Regions from separate parts of the Mus musculus genome. Here all the other regions are linked to region 2. The links are chromatin contacts, called in public promoter capture Hi-C maps. All regions are on one chromosome and are shown on one strand. Each heading gives the region's core, a stretch centred on a gene start, on an enhancer-like site or on the middle of the called end of the contact. The rest is flanking DNA. Distances are from core to core; before and after follow the strand shown. Region 1 holds the start of Mmp27 (matrix metallopeptidase 27). Region 2 holds the start of Mmp10 (matrix metallopeptidase 10). Region 3 overlaps Gm31751 (a long non-coding RNA gene).

Region 1 (2,700 bases), core at 134-2,633, 69 kb before region 2:
TTTTTTTTTTTTTTTTTTTTTTTTTTTACTTTTTTCATTAAATCTCTTGTAGTTCCTTATCCTTAAATAGCCAAGTACACAGGGTATACATTGTTATACTGGGACCCATCTAAGATTTGAGATTTGATAGCTCTAAAACACACACACACACACACACACACACACACACACACACACACACACCCTCAACCACCCCTCTACATGAGCACATGCGTGGATGCACGAATGAACGTGTTCCTCCTCCCCCACACTCACACCCTTCCCTTCTTTCTGCACACCTCACCATGCCTCCAGGGCATTGTAGCAGATGGTGGTGCTGCCTATTCTGAGCTCACAGGGGAGAAGGGAGCCTAGAGATTGGAACCTATCTGCCTGAGCCAACTCTGTAGCACTAGCTACAGGCGATAGCCTTTCGATTTAGTTTCCGTGTGGTTGTCATACTGCCCACAGCATAGGTCTAATGAGGGGATGAGATACATAGAACCCACAAAGTGGCATGCACTTTCGAAAGTGTCAGTTAGATAAGCCATCACTGTGGTTGCTTCTTGGAGATTACTTATTTGGGTTAGTTAACCAAAGTTGGTAGAAACATTACCTGTATGTAAGGCTGTATTTTCTCCACCCAGGGAGTGTGTAGCCATATTGCCCCACATCTGGTACCCCACACCTGGGCACTTTCATGATCGCAAGTGTGTCTGAATCCAGTTTTCCAGTCACTGTCAATCCGAAAAATGCCTGCATTTCCCGAAGTTTTCCATCAAAGAGACTCCTGTTCTTGCTTTGGACAAAATGACTCCCTTCTATTTCAAGAGAGTAGAACTGGTTGAGATATGCCTGTCAGGAAAGATGTAAAGGACACAGACTACAGGAGAGCAAAGGTTTATGAGTGACTAGAATTAGCCAAATCACACACCCATACAACTAAGGGCAGCCACTTGGCTTATATTCTTACTGTTCCTTTCATCTTATGCTCTTGAAATTCTAGGAGACATCAGAGATGATGCTCTATTTTGCAAACTTATGCAATTTAACCTTAGAGTTAGACACATGGAAAGGACCTCATTCTTCTGAGATACTCTGAGACTCTGCAGGAATGTGCTGTCTTGGAAAGTCCCGAGAGAAGCTATAAAAGGCACATTTTATTGCTTGTTGCTTTTAGCATTCATTGAAATCCTACCTGGGCCAGTTGGTTGTTCTCCTCATTTTTGTCCTTCCTGTCTGGAGGAAATGCAGCGGAAAGTGTTATAAAATTAACCATCAGAGACAGAAGGCACTTCATTCCTGTCTCTTCAGTTAAAGCTTGTTTCTGTTTGTATGGCATTTAGAAAGTTGACAGTGAGACGTGGCATGAAGTAATCACTTAATTAATAACAGCAAAGCACATTGCCATGAAGTGTCTCATGACTTCGTTTTCCCCTTAGATAAACTTGAATTTTGCAACCACAGTTGGTGATTGCTTATCTAGCACATTGCTCACTTTTGAGCGCTGACAATAGCAAGGCCCCCAAGTTAGTCTTCTGGTCTCAAAACTGGTAGTTTTACTGGTAGTTTTGGTAGGTTGTTATGAATTTTGAAATAATTTACTTTGGCAGAAAACACTAGCATATCTTGGTAGTGTGATTGGAAGAGACAATGGAGTCGGATATTAGTTTAAGTACTGTGCTATGGTGCCTGGCTTCTATATGAGTTCTGCCTACTGAGCCACTTCCCAGCCTCTGTGTCTTTAATTGTTAGGAGTACTGGCTAGTTAAATATGAGTAATTGTTTGTTATTATTATTTATTTTAGTATTATATTTGAATGTTTTTTGTAATGTCTTTTTTATGGTAATGGTGTTAAACATTCTTTTTAAAAATTTATTTGTTTTTTATATCCTAACCAGTTTCTCATCCCTCCACTCCTCCAGTCCTCCCCCAACTTCTTTTTTCTCCTCCACATGTTAAACATTCTTATAGCAACTGTTTGCTTTTTTCTACCAGAATTGTCTCTGGTTTCTCAGAGTTTCTTGTTGGATGTCTGTTTATCACATTGCCAACTTTCAAATGTTTGTTAACTATGTTGTGCAATCTGCTTGGAACTTCTGGGACAGAAAGTTATCTGAGAAGCTGTTAGTACCCAAGGATGGGTGTGGGGAGTTGGAGACCTTTCTTACAGGAGGCAGGGTGTATTCCAGGCTTCTATGGTATGTGATGAGATTTAATTGAACACAATAGGAAAATGCACAATAGCAGATAGTTAATAAAACTCAAAGTGATATTTTGTTTGTGTAAGAGCAGCCGAGGTTTGGTCTGTGGCGTCTAGAGTGAATCACCTCTCTACATCAGGGGCTGTGTGGTTTCTCAAAAGATGGCTATTGAACCTACATTGCAGGTAGCATAAAACAAGGAAGGAAGAGAAATAAAGTTCTTAATATTCTTTGAGGAACCCCACCTGTCTTAGTCAGGGTTTCTATTCCTGCACAAACATCATGACCAAGAAGCAAGTTGGGGAGGAAAGGATTTATTCAGCTTACTCTTCCACATTGCTGTTCATCACTGAAGGAAGTTAGGACTGGAACTCAAGCAGGTCAGAAAGCAGGAGCTGATGCAGAGGCCATGGAGGGATGTTCTTTACTGGCTTGCTTCCCCTGGCTTGCTCAGCCTCCTCTCTTATAGAACCAAGACTACCAGCCCAGAGATGGTCCCACCCACAAGGGGGACCT
Region 2 (2,700 bases), core at 175-2,674:
TTTTCCCACCCCCTTATTTTATATTTTTCAGATTCAGGAAGTCTGAGTGATACCTTTGTGTTGTTTACAGATCTTCCAATGTGAGATATTTTGTTTGAGTAGCCTGAATAACTCAAACACCAGATGAGAGCATTACCTCCAACTGCAAAGGAGATCATTATGTCAGCCTCTCCTTCAGAGATCCTGGAGAAAGTGAGTGGGGTCACCTCCTCCCAGACCTTCAAAGCTTTCTCAATGGCAGAATCCACACTCTGTCTTGGCAAATCTGGTGTATAATTCACAATCCTGGATAAGAGAAATCAAAGAAGGTAATCTTTGCTTCTGTGATGCTCCTGACACATTTATAACGCTGTGTGAAAACTCTGGAGCCATTACCTGTAGGTGATGTGGGATTTCCTCCATTTTGGCGAACCTGGGAAGGTACTGAAGCCACCAACATCAGGAACACCACACCTGGGCTTGTGCATCAGCTCCATAGTGTTGGAGTCCAGCTTCCCTGTCATCTCCAACCCGAGGAACTTCTGCATTTCTTGAATTTTTTTGACAACAGGACTACTGTCCTTTCTTTTGAAAATTTGTTTCTCATTTTTTTTAAAGTTGTAGTATTTTTCTAGGTATTGCTAGTGGAGAAACAAGCATAGTTTTAAAGAGGTTGCTATGAAATGTAAACACATACACAAATCTCAAGATCTATTTTAATCATTCCCAGTTTAGTGAAACACAAGTAGATGTAGTGCTTCATTTGATTTTTTTCCTGCAAAAATCCCTCATTTTATTATTTCATTGCAATTTAATTTGCTACCAAAGCAAGGAAGTCGGCATAAATGTATGAGCACATTAAATGGATGTATCTAAGTTTTCTATTTCCATTATTAACACAAACCTGTCAATGTTGAGTGTTGTTGGATAAATTCATTTTTTTTCACAAATGAAAAATTAGAGTATTCTTTGCTTCTTGAAGTTGTAGGAGATAAATATTATCATGCCCTCCCTCCTAAAGTATCTTAAATAGCATAATTCCAGCACAGGAGTGAGCTCATCCATTCCCAGTCTCCCCACTTCGGCTGCTGTCATTGTTATTTACCCCCAGTAACTGCGATTCCTTCCTTCCCTTTTCACTTTTCGGTGAAGATGGAGTTTCTACCTCTTACACTTGGATATTTTCCAACACAACTTCTAACTAACTCAACTACTGCTGCTGGAAGACCAAAGGGCAAGGCTGTGCCTCCACTTTGGTTGAAGCGGATCCCCACCACTGACTGATTACCTGAGCAAGATCCATGCTTGGGTGGCCTTGTGTCACTGCCCCATGCAGAGGATACGCTGAGCAGATTGGTAGGCTCAGCAGTGCCAGGATGGCTAGTGGCTCCATACAGACAGTCTTTACTTTAAAAACCGATCCTTCTCTAGCACCTGGTTTCCATATCTTCCCTTTAGTGGCCACTCTTTTATAGGGAGTCGGTGTTTAGGTCACTAAGCATGACTCACATGGGTGCTATTTTTAATCCAAATGACTACAAGAACATTCATAAGATGAAGAGAGAATAGCTTACATCAGTGAATCCCTCAACCTAGTAAACTTGAAAGAATGCTTAATCTCAAGGATGTGGCTTCTGTGTTTACAAAGAGGAAAAGGGACTGTCTGGGTAATTAATATTTGCAAAATGTTTAGATATTTTGAAAGCAGTGTAATTTTTAAAAACATGCCTTAGGCTTACATACATTCAGGCAAGGAGTGAATAGTTTAATGGAAAGAGATTGCAAAGTGAATGTAAGGACTGCTGTCTAGGAAGCTATAATGGCAGAAACTCCATTGCTGGAGTCCTTGGGTAAGAGGTATTTCCAGCCCTGGGGTAAGAGTACTCTGAGAAAGCAGTCAATACGGAGGAGGAAATGTACAGAGGTAAGAAGCTTGGGGCCCACCTACTCTCTGTTTCAGAATAATTGCTATAAGCATATACTGGCTCCATAAAGACGTGTCAAATGGAAATCAGTTAATTAACTATTAAATGAAAATATTCTTCCTACCTCTGTCCTCCTCTTCCTAAACCAGGAGGCTTTGAGGCCTTTGAGCCACAGCTTGGATGAGGGATGTGTACACTAGGCCAGCCAAGTCAGCTTGTGGCTTAGTGTAGGCACTACACAGAGAATATGCCAACCTAAAATTCAGAGAGGCAAAGAGGCTGACAGACTGAACCATCAGCTAGACTTGAGCAAGTATGTAATTTTATCCCGTGATTGCTTTCCCTATGGAAAACAAACAAGGTCTTGGTTTTATGTGTACTTCATGCGGGCAGCAAGTGCCTTTTTACTTTATTCCTGGGTTATTAGCTGATAGGGCTTGTTAGCAGGACAGATTGCTAACTGCCTGAGGTGCTGAGTCGACTCATTCTGAGATGCCTCATATTCATTTGAATCATTCCTTTGTTGTTGGTGGCACATCCTGCTGATGGTTCTTGTTGATCAGAGTTATGATTTTGACTGTGGTTGACTAACCATGAAAGGGTGTGCCTTGCAGGAGTGATTTTGGTGGATAAAAGAACTCTACTTTAGGCCACCACACCTGAAGGAGATTAATAACTTGGGGGTAATGGAGTCCTGTTTATTTTTAAGTAAGTTATTATTTATTAAATGTACCGAATATTTATAGAGTAAAACAAGCAGGCTTATGCAGTTCATTAAGGCAAAGTGGAATCCTAG
Region 3 (2,700 bases), core at 92-2,591, 93 kb before region 2:
GATACTTTAGAATGTCAACTTATCGATAAATACCCGGGGTACTAGCTTACAAGCTCAGCACTCAAAAGACAGATAGGAAAATTTTAAGTTTAGGGCTAGCCAAGTCTACATGGGGGACTCTGTTTCCAAACAGTAGCAGCAGCAGCAGCAGCAGCAGCAATAACAATGGGGGAAGAAACTCAACCAAGAGAGAGGTAAGGCATATTCTGGCTTTGAGTTCCAGAGGTTGTAGTCCATGGCTGCAGGAGTTCGTGGCTTTTAGACATGCAATAAGGAGAGAGTCTGCAGTTGTAAACCTGTTTATATCATGGCAGCTGGGGAAGAAAATGTGAGGGAGGGGGGAAGAAGAGGATAGAAAATCTGGGGTCCTAATATCCTCTTCAAGGGCATGTTCCCAATGATGTTAAGTTGCTTCTGCTAGAAGCTATCTCTTAAGAATATGCACATATATATGTATATATACATAAGTATATATGCCTATACATATATATGTAGAGAGATAAATAATAAATATAATTATTTATTATATAATTTCTCTATATATACACATACATACATACATACATACATACATACATACATATGGAGAGAGAAGCTTTGTATTGGGCTTACAGATGTATCTAGCTTTGGAGAAAGTCTTAACTGCATGAGAACTTTAGAGGAAATTCAGGATTCAAATAATTCTACTTGGAAACCTATTAGAGATGCAAATTCTGGAATTCATTCAAGACTGACTAAATCAGAAAATTTAGCCATGGGATAGCTGTGCCTGTTTAAAACAAGCTCTCTAGGTAATTTGGACTCTCTCTCTCTCTCTCTCTCTCTCTCTCTCTCTCTCTCTCTCTCTCTCTCACACACACACACACACACACACACACACACGCATGCACGCACTACACTAACAGTCATTTCAGAATGGAGCAGAAGTGAGGGCTATTGAAAAAGAGTCGGGGAGCACACGGGGCTTGGGAACTTGCTAGACACACCTATCAGGCCCTGCCCTCCCAAGATTTTGACCTAATTGTACAACAATTGATCATTTCTTTCTGTTGATTCTCGTTGCATCAGTGATTCATAATCTCAGCTTTAAAACACTTAAATGTGGAGAGAAAGATGCACCCTGTTCACCTTTGTGAGGTGAAAGCCACCAGCAGCTGAACTGTGGATTGAGAAGAGAACCAGGCCACCTTAGGTCAACCCCTGCACAGCCTAGGGTCAACAGGTTTAGCTGTGTTTGCCTCAGCTTACAGGCGTTGGCACACAGGCTAGGTTCTGCTTGTGGGGCATGGACCAGCTGCAGGTCAGGGCGGGAGAGTCTTGGTTCTGCTCATGATCACTAGATGGCAGCACTGGACTTCAGCTTCCACAGGAAACATCCCGAGCCTGCACAGCCAGGCTCTGCTGTCTGGTGCCAACTCCAAGCTTTCGGTTTCATAATCCTTAGAGGCTTGTGCATATCGGCACCAACACAGGGAGCACAGAAGGCACAAGCGAGGCTATGATTTATTTCCTTGTTTCGCTCCAACATGTGATCATCTCATTACATACACTCCTCTGGCCTCCTTGGTCTTGGTCAGTGTTGTGGACTCTCTCTTGCTGGGATAAACACTCTGATCAGAAGCAACTTGGGGAGGGAGGGTTTATTTGGCTTACACTTCCAGGTCATGGTCCACCATGGAGGGAATCAGAGAAAAGCAGGAGATTGAAGCAAAACAATGGAGGAACACTGCTTGCAGGCTACCTCTCTAGCTCACTCAGTCACAAGCTCAGCTAGCTTTCTTATACATGGCCTTCTTAAGGATGGTGCCATCCACAGTGGACTGGGTCCTCCCACATCAATTAAGAATCAAGGCAGTGTCTCACAGACATGCCTGCAAGCCAATTCTCAATGGAGGCTTTCTGCTCAGATGACTCTAAACCTTGTCATGTTGACAACAGAGCTAACTTGGACAGACACTGTACTGACTATATAGAAGCCAAAGACACATCCCATACATTAAGTTGTGTGTGTGTGCTCGTGCACATGCAAAGGAGGCTAAAACAACCTGCAACAGCAACAAAAGTACAAACTGAAGACAGAGATTGTTGTATAGAAAGGAATCGTAGTCAAAAGAAGATGACCCCCCAGTCAACGCATGCAAATATGAGCCCCGTCCTTGCCATTGGTGAACATGCAGCTTAGTTTTCTCCTCTGTCACTGAGTGGATGGAGAACACGTCTGTTTTCTTCCTTTTCTTGAAAGGTTAAAAACTACACAATATTACAGACATGCCAAAAATTAGTGAAATACAATCTACTTGAATATTCCTATAGTTCAGGTCTACTCAAAATCCCGCAGCACACTGCTCTCAGTCAACTTTACCGTGAGTGGAGCGTGAAGCTTCCATAGTGTTGTATTACTTTTTCTGAGATGTGAAGAAATGTTTGTCCACCCTAGACAGAGTCAAAGTTAGACTAAAGCAGTAGCTCTCAACCTTCCTAATGTGGAGACCCTTTAATATAGTTCCTCATGTGGTGACTGCTAACTATAAAATTAGTTTGTTGCTACTTTATAACTGTAATTTTGCCATTGTTATGAATCATAATTCAGATATTTGATATGCTGGGCCCAAATCAGCTGTCGCTCACAGGCTGAGAGCTGGTGGAGTAAAGAAACAACTCCATTCATGTCCAGCATGATGAACCAGTTAGTAAGACTTA

What was found. Promoter capture Hi-C pulls out the DNA fragments that hold promoters and counts their contacts.
Region 1: a contact with region 2 is called in a promoter capture Hi-C map of macrophages, with 5 read pairs. The contact joins the promoter of Mmp27 here to the promoter of Mmp10 in region 2. A contact is called at or near these places in 3 of 39 promoter capture datasets (the C10 cell line, epiblast stem cells and macrophages), 1 of 15 datasets of contacts at CTCF or cohesin (CD8 T cells), 1 of 484 Hi-C or Micro-C datasets (nephron progenitors) and 3 of 9 other capture datasets (adipose tissue, macrophages and pancreatic islet).
Region 3: a contact with region 2 is called in a promoter capture Hi-C map of macrophages, with 5 read pairs. The contact joins the enhancer-like site here to the promoter of Mmp10 in region 2. A contact is called at or near these places in 4 of 39 promoter capture datasets (the C10 cell line, macrophages and trophoblast stem cells), 1 of 15 datasets of contacts at CTCF or cohesin (CD8 T cells), 1 of 484 Hi-C or Micro-C datasets (nephron progenitors), 2 of 115 datasets of contacts at active chromatin or transcription factors (fibro-adipogenic progenitors and large pre-B cells) and 1 of 9 other capture datasets (pancreatic islet).

What each region holds. Positions count from the first base shown.
Region 1 is chr9:7,570,079-7,572,778 of GRCm38.p6, reverse strand. It overlaps Mmp27 (matrix metallopeptidase 27), which reads right to left and starts at 1,383. Exons shown (of 10, transcript NM_001310717.1): 1 at 1,178-1,383; 2 at 596-834. The coding sequence starts at 1,321. All of the region lies in intron 2 of Gm31751 (a long non-coding RNA gene), which reads left to right.
Region 2 is chr9:7,501,066-7,503,765 of GRCm38.p6, reverse strand. Mmp10 (matrix metallopeptidase 10) reads right to left here and starts at 1,424. Exons shown (of 10, transcript NM_019471.3): 1 at 1,268-1,424; 2 at 376-620; 3 at 137-285. The coding sequence starts at 1,372.
Region 3 is chr9:7,594,097-7,596,796 of GRCm38.p6, reverse strand. The region is part of intron 2 of Gm31751 (a long non-coding RNA gene); the gene reads left to right. Among named protein-coding and RNA genes, the nearest start is that of Mmp27, 24 kb to the right of the region's middle. Within about 2 kb of position 1,341, at least 123 of the 459 cell types and tissues checked have an H3K27ac peak or open chromatin away from gene starts, as enhancers often do. A contact at or near this core is called in fibro-adipogenic progenitors, macrophages and pancreatic islet, where this site is marked.